4 separate regions of the Mus musculus genome follow, and all the other regions are linked to region 2. A link is a contact called in public HiChIP or PLAC-seq and promoter capture Hi-C data. All regions are on one chromosome and are shown on one strand. The core of a region is the stretch at or near the end of the contact, and the rest is flanking DNA. Distances in the headings are between cores, read along the strand shown. Region 1 has its middle 16 kb from the start of BC049987. Region 2 holds the start of Ccdc84 (coiled-coil domain containing 84). Region 3 holds the start of Treh (trehalase (brush-border membrane glycoprotein)). Region 4 has its middle 23 kb from the start of Ddx6.

Region 1 (2,700 bases), core at 133-2,632, 240 kb before region 2:
CAGAGAATAAATATTTTCTCTCTCTGAGAAACAAATCCGGACATTTTACAAGGCATAGATAACCTTATACTCGGTCATTGTCAACAACACTATGGTCATAAGGATGTACCTTACAATGATGGATTAGACCCATTCAAGGGTAGAGTCCTTCACAGGCTTAGCCATGGAAGCGAAGGTAATACGGCTGCCTGGTGCCTATCTGAATTCCTTCATGGCCAGGATGTGGTAGCAAAGGGATCTGTGCCTTCCCACAATGAGGAAATTCCTCAGTTGCCTATAATCAGTTGTGGGTTGGTCTGGAGCTGCTACGTATTCAAATGCTAAATTTTATACCTGTCTTAGTCAGGGTTTCTGTTCCCTCACAAAACATCATGACCAAGAAGCAAGTTGGGGAGCAAAGAGTTTCTTCAGTTTACATTTCCACATTGCTGTTCATCACCAAAGGAAGTCAGGACAGGAACTCACACAGGGCAGGAACTTGGAAGCAGCAGCTGATGCAGAGGCCATGGAGGGGTGCTGCTTACTGGCTTACTTCCCCTGGCTTACTCAGCTTTCTTTCTTTTTCTTTTTTTTTGGGGGGGGAGGGGGGGGTGGAGACAGGGTTTCTCTGTATAGCCCTGGCTATCCTGGAACTCACTTTGTAGACCAGGCTGGCCTCGAACTCAGAAATCCGCCTGCCTCTGTCTCTCAAGTGCTGGGATTAAAGGTGTGAGCCACCACGCCCGGCTTCTCAGTTTGCTTTCTTATAGAACCCAGGACAACCAGCCTAGGAATGGCACCACCCACAAGGGGCCCTCCCACCCTTGATCACTAATTGAGAAAATGCTTTACAGCTGGATCTCATGGAGGCATTTCCCCAACTGAAGCTCCTTTCTCTGTGATAACTCCAGCTGTATCAAGTTGACAGGTAAAACCAGCCAGTACGATTGACATCTTGTCAACTTGACACACAAATAGCAACAAAACCCAAAACCCAAACCAAAACAACAGCAACAACAACAACAACAACAACAACAACAACAACAACAACTACTACTACTACTACTACTACTACTACTACTACTACTACTACTACTACTACTACTACTACTACTACTACTACTACTACTACTACCTACTATTACTACTATTTTGTCCTAGAAAGATATAACTTGTTAAAAAAGGAGCCCCCAGAATTAGATTTGGGACAGGATTTTGTTCTTAATCTTTCCAGGAGAATAAAAGCATTCGACTAAGGAATCTAGACGCCACTGGACAAGTGTAACATCGGAGGAAAAGAAAACGTCCTAAGGAAAAAAAAGAGTAAATTGGCTGAATGGAATCACCCACGTCCAGCTTGTCTCTGCTGCCCCCTACAGACATAAGTGACAAATGGTCTTTACGTGGTCCCAATTCAGTGAAACTTATTTAAAATTAAAGCTGGCTTTGGGCCTGGAGCGTGGCTCTCTCCTTCTCTAAACCCACACATGCTTGTTAAAGGCTACAGTAGGCCTTGGCTTCGTAGAAGAAGAAGAAAACTGAACGGAAGGACCAACGAAGTTGGAGCGGAAGACTCGGGCAGGTCTGCAAACCAGCTCCTAGCTGTTCTTATAAACACTTCACGTAGCCGGTGTGCTGGATCCCAGCACTCTGGAGGGAGAGGCAGGCAGATCTGTGAGTTTAGGCCAGCCTTGTGCCACCATGCTAGGCACTCAACTGACCTTTAATTCCACACCTAACCAGCACTTCACCAGCGAGGGCGCGTACCCCGGAGCCCTGCTGGAAGTTTTGCTCAGTGGAACGAACTTATCATCATCTATTTTGAGATTGCTACTGATGTCGGGTTTTGACTATTTCATTTCCTGTTTATAGGAGACGTAATTGTACAGGACTTCAGGGACTGTAAGCGTGAGCCAGGTCAGACAGCAAGAAATGAAGGCAGAAGAAAGCAAATTCCCAGGAGACTCGGGGCAGGCCCTCAAGGGCTGGAAGAGAGAGCCACCTAGCGGACTCTGAGTAGAGTTCTGTTTCGTTTGTTTTGGGTCTGCGTAGCCCCTGAGCAAAGTCTAACAGGAAACTTTATTGTAGTTTCTTAATAGCACACTGTAAGGACTATTAGTTGAAAGAGACATTGTTGGGTGTGACACAGTGACATCATATAAGAAATTATCCATCCCTATATAAGTAGTCTCCAGGCCATGAGTTCTTGATGCCTGGAAGCACAAGATTCTTTTGGCAAGCATGAGTCAGACAGGGTTTGTATATTTGATATTAACTAGATTAATAGTAGAATATATCAGAGTGTTGTATTAATCATTTTTAATTATTCTAATGAAATCCTTGAGGCAATTAACTTATAAAGAGAAAAGGGTTGTGTTTGGCTTATGGTTCTGGACTGACCCATTCATTGGGACCAATGGTGAGGGTTCAAGATTGACTGATCCTATCACTTGGGGCCTCTGGTGACATGCTGTCAGGAGTATGTGTGGAACAAAGTGCTCACATTATAAGCTAGGCATCAGAGCAATGGTATTCCAGTCTCCCTTCAGATACCAGAAGAAGGCATCAGATGCCATTACAGATGGTTGTGAGCCACCATGTGGTTACTGGGAATTGAACTCAGGACCTCTGGAAGAGCAGTCAGTGCTCTTAACCACTGAGCCATCTCTCCAGCCCCTAGGGCTCATTTCTTAAAGCATCTTCCTCCTTTAATTGTTGTTG
Region 2 (2,765 bases), core at 81-2,580:
CCTCACACAAGAGATGCATTGGGAAAGATACAAGAAAAAGATCGTCTCTACCCAGGCAAAAAGCAGCAAGGAACCACATACGAGGCAAGCATAATATAGAATGGGATTGGCGGGGCACTTTCCAGGGTAGTTTTTGATTGGTGGGATTTTATGGTCTGATCTTGGGCAAACTCCTGGATTGGTGGAATTTTGTGACCTGCTCTAGGAGCAAGCTCAGTGATTGGTGGAATTCTGTGGCATGTTTTTAGGGTAAACTCAGTGATTGGTGGAATTCTATAGTCTGATTTTTTTGGGACAAACTCAGGGATTGGTAGGATTTTGAAGCCTAATACAGGATTTTTTTTTCCTTCCTGCCGGGTGGGGCTTGACTACCTGTATATGCAGGCGCTGGAAACCTGGCCACTCAAGGAACTTAATTGTAAAGATGCTGGGTTTTGTTTCACACAAGCCAAGTTCAGGTGGGAAATGAGCATTTGGTAGAGGAGACTGGCAGGAAAATACTATCAAGTAAGCTTAATTGCAGAGACCTTGGGAGCAGACTGCTTTGAGCAACTTTGGAACAAATGGGGAAAAACATATTGGGTCTGACCTGGGCGGCGTATGACATTATTCTTGTAATGGCGATAGAGCATGATTCACTGTAACCATTCAAGTTTTCAGAATTAGATTTCCCAGCCAATGCTCGGAGAAATGACTTACAGAGAATATTCTTGTGCAGAACACCTTTGAAAATTAAGAATATCACAGTCTGCCGGGCAGTGGTGGCACACGCCTTTAACCCCAGCACTTGGGAGGCAGAGCCAGGCGGATTTCTGATTTCGAGGCCAGACTGGTCTACAAAGTGAGCTCCAGGACCCTTCCTCGAAAAACCAAAAAAAAAAAAAGAATATCACAGTGACTTAGACCCCTGCAGGTCTCAGGGAAGCTGGAGGGGCTGCTTAATACACCTCTCTAGCTTTCCTCAGAGGTCCTCATTTCTTCAGGAGTAGATTTTTTTTTTCCCATGTGTAAAATGCCAATAATCTCACACCACAAAGCATCGACGTGAGGATTCGGTGAGGTCATTAGCACAAAGCACGGGGTCACAGTGTGCGCCCTGAAATTACCAGTTCTGCGTTGTTACGCTAAACTGGGTCTTTGTCAACGCCTGAAAGTGTGCGATCTGAGGTCCTAACTGGCGTGCATTCTTTCTCGTTCTTTCACAAGCTGCCGGGTTTTCTGCGGGTGCGTGGGAGGTGGGGGCCCGGAGTGAATATTCCGCGCAGCCGCAGAACGGATTGCAATAGCGCCTACTGCCTCTAGGGGAACCGGGAGCTCCTAGGTCGCCCCGCCCCGTCCGGCCCGGAAGGGTCAGGGGTCAGTGGGTGGTGACGAGCCGCCGCTGTGTGGGTGTTCCCGGGTCCTGGGTCTATGGCGCCACCGCAGCGATGTCCTCTGTGTCGGCAAACTTTCTTCTGTGGTCGCGGTCACGTCTACAGCCACAAGCACCAGCGGCAGTTGAAGGGGGCTCTGGAGCGGCTTCTACCGCAGGTGCGGACCCGGGGCTGGGGAGGCCAGGAATGTGGGCTGGTTTCAGGGTCCTAGCTGGCTTCTGTCCTGCAGGTGGAGGCCGCCCGCCGGGCCGTCCGCGCCGCCCAGGTGGAGCGCTATGTCCCCGAGCACGATCGGTGCTGTTGGTGCCCGTGCTGTGGCTGCGAAGTGCGAAAACACCTGAGCCATGGCAACCTGACAGTGCTACACGGGGGTCTGCTGGAACATCTGGCCAGGTGACAACTGGAAAACACCCACCTCCCCCGTACAGACAGAGAGTTGTACACACGTGTGGCATGGGAAGTTGAAATTGGGGAGAAGGAAGGTCGACTTTGTGACTTAGTTGGGTTATGGACTGAACTACCTGGCCAACCGTGGAGTTTAGTGGATCTTAGCCCTTCCACGGTCCCAGTGGTGTGGGTGATCTTTCTAGAAAAGCCAGGTTGCTCTCCTCTCACCACCACCACACACTTTATTGGAAGAAAGGAGTCCCAAGATAGAGGTCTTGAAGAGGTTGGTATAAACAATCCTCTTCTCTCTGCCAAGCCCACAGAAGCAACCCAATGGCCAATCTGCATTACTTACCTAGTGCTCTGACATTCGGTACAGTTTTACTCTCTTAATGACTAGCTACGATTACTCTTTCTCTCCATTCTCAGCCCAGAGCACAAGAAAGCCACCAACAAATTCTGGTGGGAGAACAAGGCCAATGCCCAGATGAAAGAGAAGTTTCTGATCTCCCCCCAGGATTATGCACGGTGAGTTACGTGTTCGTGAGTTATCCAGGTCTTTGTCAGGCACAAGAGCTTCTTTTTTTTTTTTTTAAAGTGGTTTTTTTTATGCCATTCTTTTTTTTTTTTTTTTTTTTTTTTAGATTTATTTATTTATTTATTTATTATATGTAAGTACACTGTAGCTGTCTTCAGACACTCCAGAAGAGGGAGTCAGATCTCGTTACGGATGGTTGTGAGCCAACATGTGGTTGCTGGGATTTGAACTCCGGACCTTCGGAAGAGCAGTCGGGTGAGCCATCTCACCAGCCCCACGAGAGCTTCTTTAAATTGGGGAGTTCTGAGGGAGTGTGATGGTCCACATATGTAACCCCAGGACTAGGGAAGCAAAGAATGGATCCTTGAGCAGCCAAAGCCAGTTGAGGCTACAGACAGAACCTTATCTCAAAACAAGAACTAATTGGGGAAACTCAACTCCAGTGTGTTGGTGACCATTTATAGCTC
Region 3 (2,709 bases), core at 113-2,612, 260 kb before region 2:
CTGGGCACATCTTCTGGAAGAAGACTGCTGGAAGTTTGAGTTTCTTCTCTCCTGGACTCTACCCTAATACATCTGTGCCTTCAGTGGCTGTTTGGGTTTTTGTTGTTGTTTTTGAGACAGGGACTCTGTGTAGCTCTAGCTGTCCTGTAACTCTCTTTGTAGAGAGTCTACAAGCACACGTGTGACTGTCCAAGTGGACTACTGACATGCTCTCAGGGACAAACAGCGGCACTCATGGTAGGCACTCTGCAAATAGCCCAACAGGACACAAGAGACTGGATGGAAGAGCCACTCTGTGTCCTGCCTACTGGTGAACAAATAAGTCCTGAGGATTATTCCAGATCCTTCCATACTGCACACCTGGGCATCAGTGAGTAAGTCACAGCTCAGTCTTCATGCATCCCTAATCGGCTCCTCAGCCCCACCCCCCAGCCCCAGCCCAGTCCTGCCAAGTCCGCAGGGCTTGGTCTCCTTTCCTTAGAGCTATCTCCACCTCATAGCCTGGTTCTGCTTCTTTCCAGGCCACATGGGACTTTGTGACCCTTGGAGGACACCTCAGAGCCTTTGCCCTGCTCCCTACTTCTGTTTCAAGATGGCTCCTTCCACGTTCCATCGGCCCATTGCATCCTCTGAGACACCCCCTTCTGCTTCCTCCTTGCTTACTTAGCTCCTACCTTCTCTTTGTTCTTCACCATCCTAGGCCTTGTTTTTACCCTTCTTGCAAGAACTGGTGGAGGGAGGGTTCCATGAGTCCGAGTGGAAGAGAGAATGACAGTTCCAGACCCAGGAAGTAGAGTGACCCCCCCCCATCTTTGTATTTGCTGGTAGAAGCTGAGGCTCAGAAGAAAGGATTGACTTGCCCTGGGACACAGAAAGAGCAGCAAGGTAGGCTGAACTTATGTGTAAGTTCTTGACAGGACCTAGACTCCCCTCACGCTAAGCTAGGCAAGCTTTGCTAGAACAGTGAAGAGAACAGCCCTGCTTGGTCCAAGGAGCTGCTTGGCTGGTGAGCTCTGGTCAGCAGCACGGAGGGCAGACATTGGTCAACAGCTCTGGAATTATACATAGGCCTGCCTCAAAGTTCCACCTCGTTCCAACACAGTGAGTTTGGTGTCAGGTTTTGGTCCTTCTACCCCTACAAGCCTGGTTTCTTCCTTCTTTATCCTCTGAGAGGCTGGTCCTCAGAGGGTAAGCTCTCATCCCAGCCTTCCACCCTTGTCTTCCCCCACACACACAGCTTCTCCACCTCCCTACCTCTCACAGGGTGGTGGCAGGGCCTCCTGGGACCTAAGTCCCAGCCCCAGCAGAAGCAGCAGGTGCAGCTCCCAGGTCATCCTGGGCACGGTGCCTAGAACGGAATGAGCAAACCCTGGCACCTCTGGCTTGCTGAACACGGCCTGCCTCACTTGCCTACCCAGGTCAGCCAAAGTCCAGGCTATGAGGTGTGGCCACCTGAGGGGGGAGATGTGTGTTTCAACTTCTTGTGGACTGCTTACCACTTCTGCCCTCCAGCTACAGTGCTCACTACCCCATCAGCCACTTTCTTCCATTTCTCAATTCTAACTGGTATTACATGCTCAGGGACTTTGCTCAGAGTTATATGGGTGGGCACCCAAGGGCCAGGGCCACAACTGAGGTCACCCAAGTATGATTTAGACACTGAGTCTGTGTGTGGCTCCCTAGTCTCTAATGCCAGAAGGGACCATTTCTTTATCACTTAAAACAGAATGGCTCAAGTCTTCTCCAAAGCTTTATCAAACTCCCTGTTATCTACAGGAGACCCTGTGAGGACACAGGACAACCTCTCGGGGATGGATCAGGAAGCCCCACCATAAGATGATGTCTGCACTGAGTCCTGAGGAATAGTCAGGAGGCCATGCCATCACATGAGACATCCAGAGACTTGGTGCAAAAGTTGTGTGACAGGCTGGAGGGACATTTTGGCACCAGTTAGTGAAGAGGTTTTGCCAAGGAGCTGGTGAAATGGCTCAGAGGTTAAGAACATTTGCTGTGAAGAGGTCAGCTCAGGAACTTTGACAAATTCCACCAGACCCCTCCCCTCCTGGAAGAGAAAGTTCATAGAGCACACAGGCACCCCATTCCTCAGACCACAGCAGGGACTAACCACTGACCACCTGCAGATAAGGGAAGCCCAGAGTACAAAGACAGACCATTGGCTGCCCCCACAGACAAGGAAAGCCCTTGCCACCCCATTCCCTAAGGACCAATCAGTTTAAAAGTCACACTGTTCTACCAATCACGTTGTGCCTAGTGGCTGTTGCTCTATTCTACCTCTGAAAGCTGTATAAAAACTGGCCAAACGGGCTGCCCAAGGTTGCTGCCTTTCCTTCAGGTGCAGGAAGACCCCAGTGTACTGGAACAATAAATTCCTCTTGCTTTTGCATCGATCCCTAGCTCCAAGTTGTTCACTGTGGCAGGGGTAGGGGTCCCAGGTAAGCTAAGGCTCGTTAGAGTCTTACATTTGGTGCATGGGCTGGGAATTCGACCTCCTGTGAGGACACACCAGAGAGCCGTGAATCAGAGGTCTCGAGCAGGTACCAAGGTTCTTTCTTGTTTGCCTTGCTGTTTGTCAAAGTCTGAGTCTGTAAGTCTGTTTGAACTTTTGGTTTGCTTGCAAGTGTCGGGGGCTTGGAGAGTTTATGGTATCTGGGGTGGTTAAGTGCAGCTGACAGACGTGCCTTAACATTG
Region 4 (2,700 bases), core at 94-2,593, 160 kb before region 2:
TCTCTCTTTCTTTCTTTCTTTTTCTTTTTCTTTTTCTTTTTCTTTTTCTTTTCTTTCTTTCTTTTCTTTTTTTTTTTTTTTTTTTTTTTTTTTTTGAGACAGGGACTTCATGTAGTCCTGGCTGGCTGGAACTCACTATGACTGGCCTTGAACTCCCAGAGACCTGCCTGCCTCTGCTTCTTGAGTGCTGGGATCAAAGGTGTGTGCCACCATGGCAGCCATTGCTGGTATTTTCGTGTTAAGCTCGCTTGACCTAAAAATATACTCACACTGCTCGTGGCTCGTGTAAGATGTAACCACGCCCCTCGCCGTAAAGTCAATCATCTCTTCGGTTCTCCTTTGCGATTTCCTCTTTAGTAGGGTGTGTGTTGGAAGAACCGCAGCATGACTGACCAGCAGGTGCCTGGCTTTCCTGTTGACAGCGACTATCCCAGCAACACGTCACACTTTCCCCATCAGCAACTGTCAATAGAGACACCTGTTGCTTCAGTGGATTCCAGGGATTCTGTTGAGAGCAGCGGTTCTCAACCCGTGGGTCGTGACCCTTCCACAGGGGCCACGTATCAGATATCCTGCATATCAGATATTTACATTATGATTCAGAAGGGTAACACAATTACAGTTACATAAAACTGTAATTACAAAATTACAGTTATGAAGGCACAACAAAAATAATGTCATAGGTGAGGGTGGCTACAACATGAGGAACTGCATATAAAAGGGTCTCAGTATTAGGAAGGTTGAGAACCACCGGTCTAGAGTCACATCTACGCCCCAGCCCCATTATGGTGTAAGATGAAATCCTTCCCCAAGTTAGAAAGTTAGGAGGGAAGGAGAGAGTGAAGGAAAGACAGAAGATTGTTCACACGCGAACTTTCCAGCTTTCAGTTGCTCTTCAGTAATCTATTTCCTTCACTGAGCTTCATGATAGCAGAATCCAATGAGTAGCCCTCTTGGTACATTTACATGCCCTATGCTACTTAGATACCAAGGGACAAAAATTACTTTTACACAGCAATCTAATAAGGAAAACATAAAATCCCTGGAAACCCTTAAGTAACCCTAATGTCACCGATCAATCAACATGAGCCCATAAACTAACTTGGGCTTTTGGAAGCACTAGTCTCTGCTGCGAGAGTTTGCTTTGCACACTCAGTGTGGAGCTGGAGGCAAGTAATCACACAGCTATCCACACTTTCAAAGGTGCAGCCGGCCCAGGAGTGGGCGATGAGCAGACAGAGTCAGGGAGAAGAGCATGGAAGAGCTGTAAAGGGTCACACAGCTGTGCCTGTGGGCAAAGCTGGGGGTGGGATCCTGCAGCTCAATTAGAGGAAATTAGTTGTGTTTGTTTCTGTTTCTATGACAACCAAAGTACCTTAGAAACAGGAAATAGGCCAGGTGGGGGAAATAAAGAGAAACACAAATCCTCACATTACAACACCCTTAATGGGCCTTAAGACAGCCGATTGTAGACTTTCCTAGTTAATGGTTATAGAAGCCACTGGTTTTATGCACATACTTAATCCCAGCATTTGGGTGGCAGAGGCAGAAGGATTAACGACAGTATCTTCAGCTACAAAGCAAATTGGAGCCCAGCCTAAGCTATATGAGACTCAGTCTCAAGAAGAAGGTGGGGAAAAAAAGAACAAGAAGAGATGGAGGTGGCAGTTGGGTCACCAAAATGAATCAGTGTACTATGGCACTTTCGGCCAAACCTGACAACTTGAGTTTGATTCCCCAGGACCCACATGGTGGAAGGAGAGAAATGAGTTCTGCACGTTGTCTTTGACCTCCATGTGCAAGCCTTGGTATCAGAGCGTGGGTGCACGCACACACACAACGAATAAGTGTAAAGCATTTGTATTTAGTGATTTAGATATTTTCCTCTGCAATCTTAGATTTATTTTATTTTGTGTAAATGAGTATTTGCCTATATATACAGAGGTTCACCACGTGTGTGTCTGGTGCCTGCAGAAGCTAGAAAGAGTGTCAAATTCCCTGGAACTGGAGTTATGAATGGTTGTGAACCACATGTAGGTGCTGGGAACCAAACCTGGGTCCTTTGTAAGAGCAACAAGTGCCCTAACCAGAGCCATCATCTCTCATGATTGGTACACCTATTTTTAGAAGATTTGTTGTTATCTTTAATCATGTGCATGTGTGTATGCTGGGCGGTATCAGCTCCTCATGGACCTGAATTACAGACAGTTGGGAATCGCCACCCGCATATGGGTGCTGGGAACTAAATCTGGGTCCCCTGGAAGAGCAGTGTGTGCCTTCAACCACTATAGTGAGCATGAAGGTAGGTGCGTGTAGTTAGTATAACAAAAGTTATATTTTATTATGCTGAGGGTTCACACTCTGAACTCCTAACTAATGGTTTGAAGCCTATCTCCCCAAGGCTACTCACCGGTACGAGTTATCTTAGCTGAAGGTCAGGTCCAGTCTTTAACAGAAGTCTAAAGTCTCTAAGTCTTTGATTTGAGGGTCAGGACCCTGTTTGAGATTCTGTAGCCACAGGGTAGATCAAGGTGGCGTCTCTCTAGATGTGTAGAGCAGAATATTGCTCTCGATCTCTGCTTATATACTGTTGAATGGGTGTCACGGGTTCCAGGACTGTGTCTGGTTATCTTGGGTGAAGGATATCCCTGGGTTCTGGTTATCGGGTGCAGCCTTGGGTGGAGTGTTGGATCTTGTCTA

The links. Promoter capture Hi-C pulls out the DNA fragments that hold promoters and counts their contacts. HiChIP or PLAC-seq counts read pairs in DNA pulled down with a chosen protein or histone mark.
Region 1: a promoter capture Hi-C map of the HPC-7 cell line shows a contact between it and region 2, with 6 times the contacts expected there. The contact joins the enhancer-like site here to the promoter of Ccdc84 in region 2. A contact is called at or near these places in 20 of 39 promoter capture datasets (the 3T3-L1 cell line, 3T3-L1-derived adipocytes, the C10 cell line and 13 more), 7 of 484 Hi-C or Micro-C datasets (the 3T3-L1 cell line, 3T3-L1-derived adipocytes, B cells and 4 more), 20 of 115 datasets of contacts at active chromatin or transcription factors (the 230-238 cell line, the SCID.adh cell line, bone marrow-derived macrophages and 14 more) and 4 of 9 other capture datasets (adipose tissue, liver, macrophages and 1 more).
Region 3: a promoter capture Hi-C map of liver shows a contact between it and region 2. The contact joins the promoter of Treh here to the promoter of Ccdc84 in region 2. A contact is called at or near these places in 10 of 39 promoter capture datasets (3T3-L1-derived adipocytes, the SN4741 cell line, cranial neural crest and 7 more), 1 of 15 datasets of contacts at CTCF or cohesin (the NIH/3T3 cell line), 1 of 484 Hi-C or Micro-C datasets (bone marrow-derived macrophages), 14 of 115 datasets of contacts at active chromatin or transcription factors (T-cell acute lymphoblastic leukemia, bone marrow-derived macrophages, craniofacial prominence and 9 more) and 4 of 9 other capture datasets (adipose tissue, liver, macrophages and 1 more).
Region 4: an H3K4me3 HiChIP or PLAC-seq map of bone marrow-derived macrophages shows a contact between it and region 2, with 4 times the contacts expected there. The contact joins the enhancer-like site here to the promoter of Ccdc84 in region 2. A contact is called at or near these places in 16 of 39 promoter capture datasets (the 3T3-L1 cell line, the C10 cell line, the HPC-7 cell line and 11 more), 3 of 484 Hi-C or Micro-C datasets (bone marrow-derived macrophages, cortical neurons and embryonic stem cells), 15 of 115 datasets of contacts at active chromatin or transcription factors (the SCID.adh cell line, bone marrow-derived macrophages, effector CD8 T cells and 7 more) and 4 of 9 other capture datasets (adipose tissue, liver, macrophages and 1 more).

The regions. Positions count from the first base shown.
Region 1 is chr9:44,654,548-44,657,247 of GRCm38.p6, reverse strand. No RefSeq gene overlaps it. Among named protein-coding and RNA genes, the nearest start is that of BC049987, 16 kb to the left of the region's middle. Within about 2 kb of position 1,382, at least 62 of the 459 cell types and tissues checked have an H3K27ac peak or open chromatin away from gene starts, as enhancers often do. A contact at or near this core is called in B cells, the HPC-7 cell line, the SCID.adh cell line and 8 more, where this site is marked.
Region 2 is chr9:44,416,634-44,419,398 of GRCm38.p6, reverse strand. It overlaps Ccdc84 (coiled-coil domain containing 84), which reads left to right and starts at 1,330. Exons shown (of 11, transcript NM_201372.4): 1 at 1,330-1,530; 2 at 1,603-1,766; 3 at 2,190-2,288. The coding sequence starts at 1,411.
Region 3 is chr9:44,671,886-44,674,594 of GRCm38.p6, reverse strand. Treh (trehalase (brush-border membrane glycoprotein)) reads right to left here and starts at 1,362. Exons shown (of 15, transcript NM_021481.3): 1 at 1,255-1,362. The coding sequence starts at 1,334. BC049987 (cDNA sequence BC049987) reads left to right here and starts at 2,335. Exons shown (of 2, transcript NR_165440.1): 1 at 2,335-2,453.
Region 4 is chr9:44,580,259-44,582,958 of GRCm38.p6, reverse strand. No RefSeq gene overlaps it. Among named protein-coding and RNA genes, the nearest start is that of Ddx6, 23 kb to the left of the region's middle. Within about 2 kb of position 1,343, at least 105 of the 459 cell types and tissues checked have an H3K27ac peak or open chromatin away from gene starts, as enhancers often do. A contact at or near this core is called in adipose tissue, bone marrow-derived macrophages, fetal liver and 2 more, where this site is marked.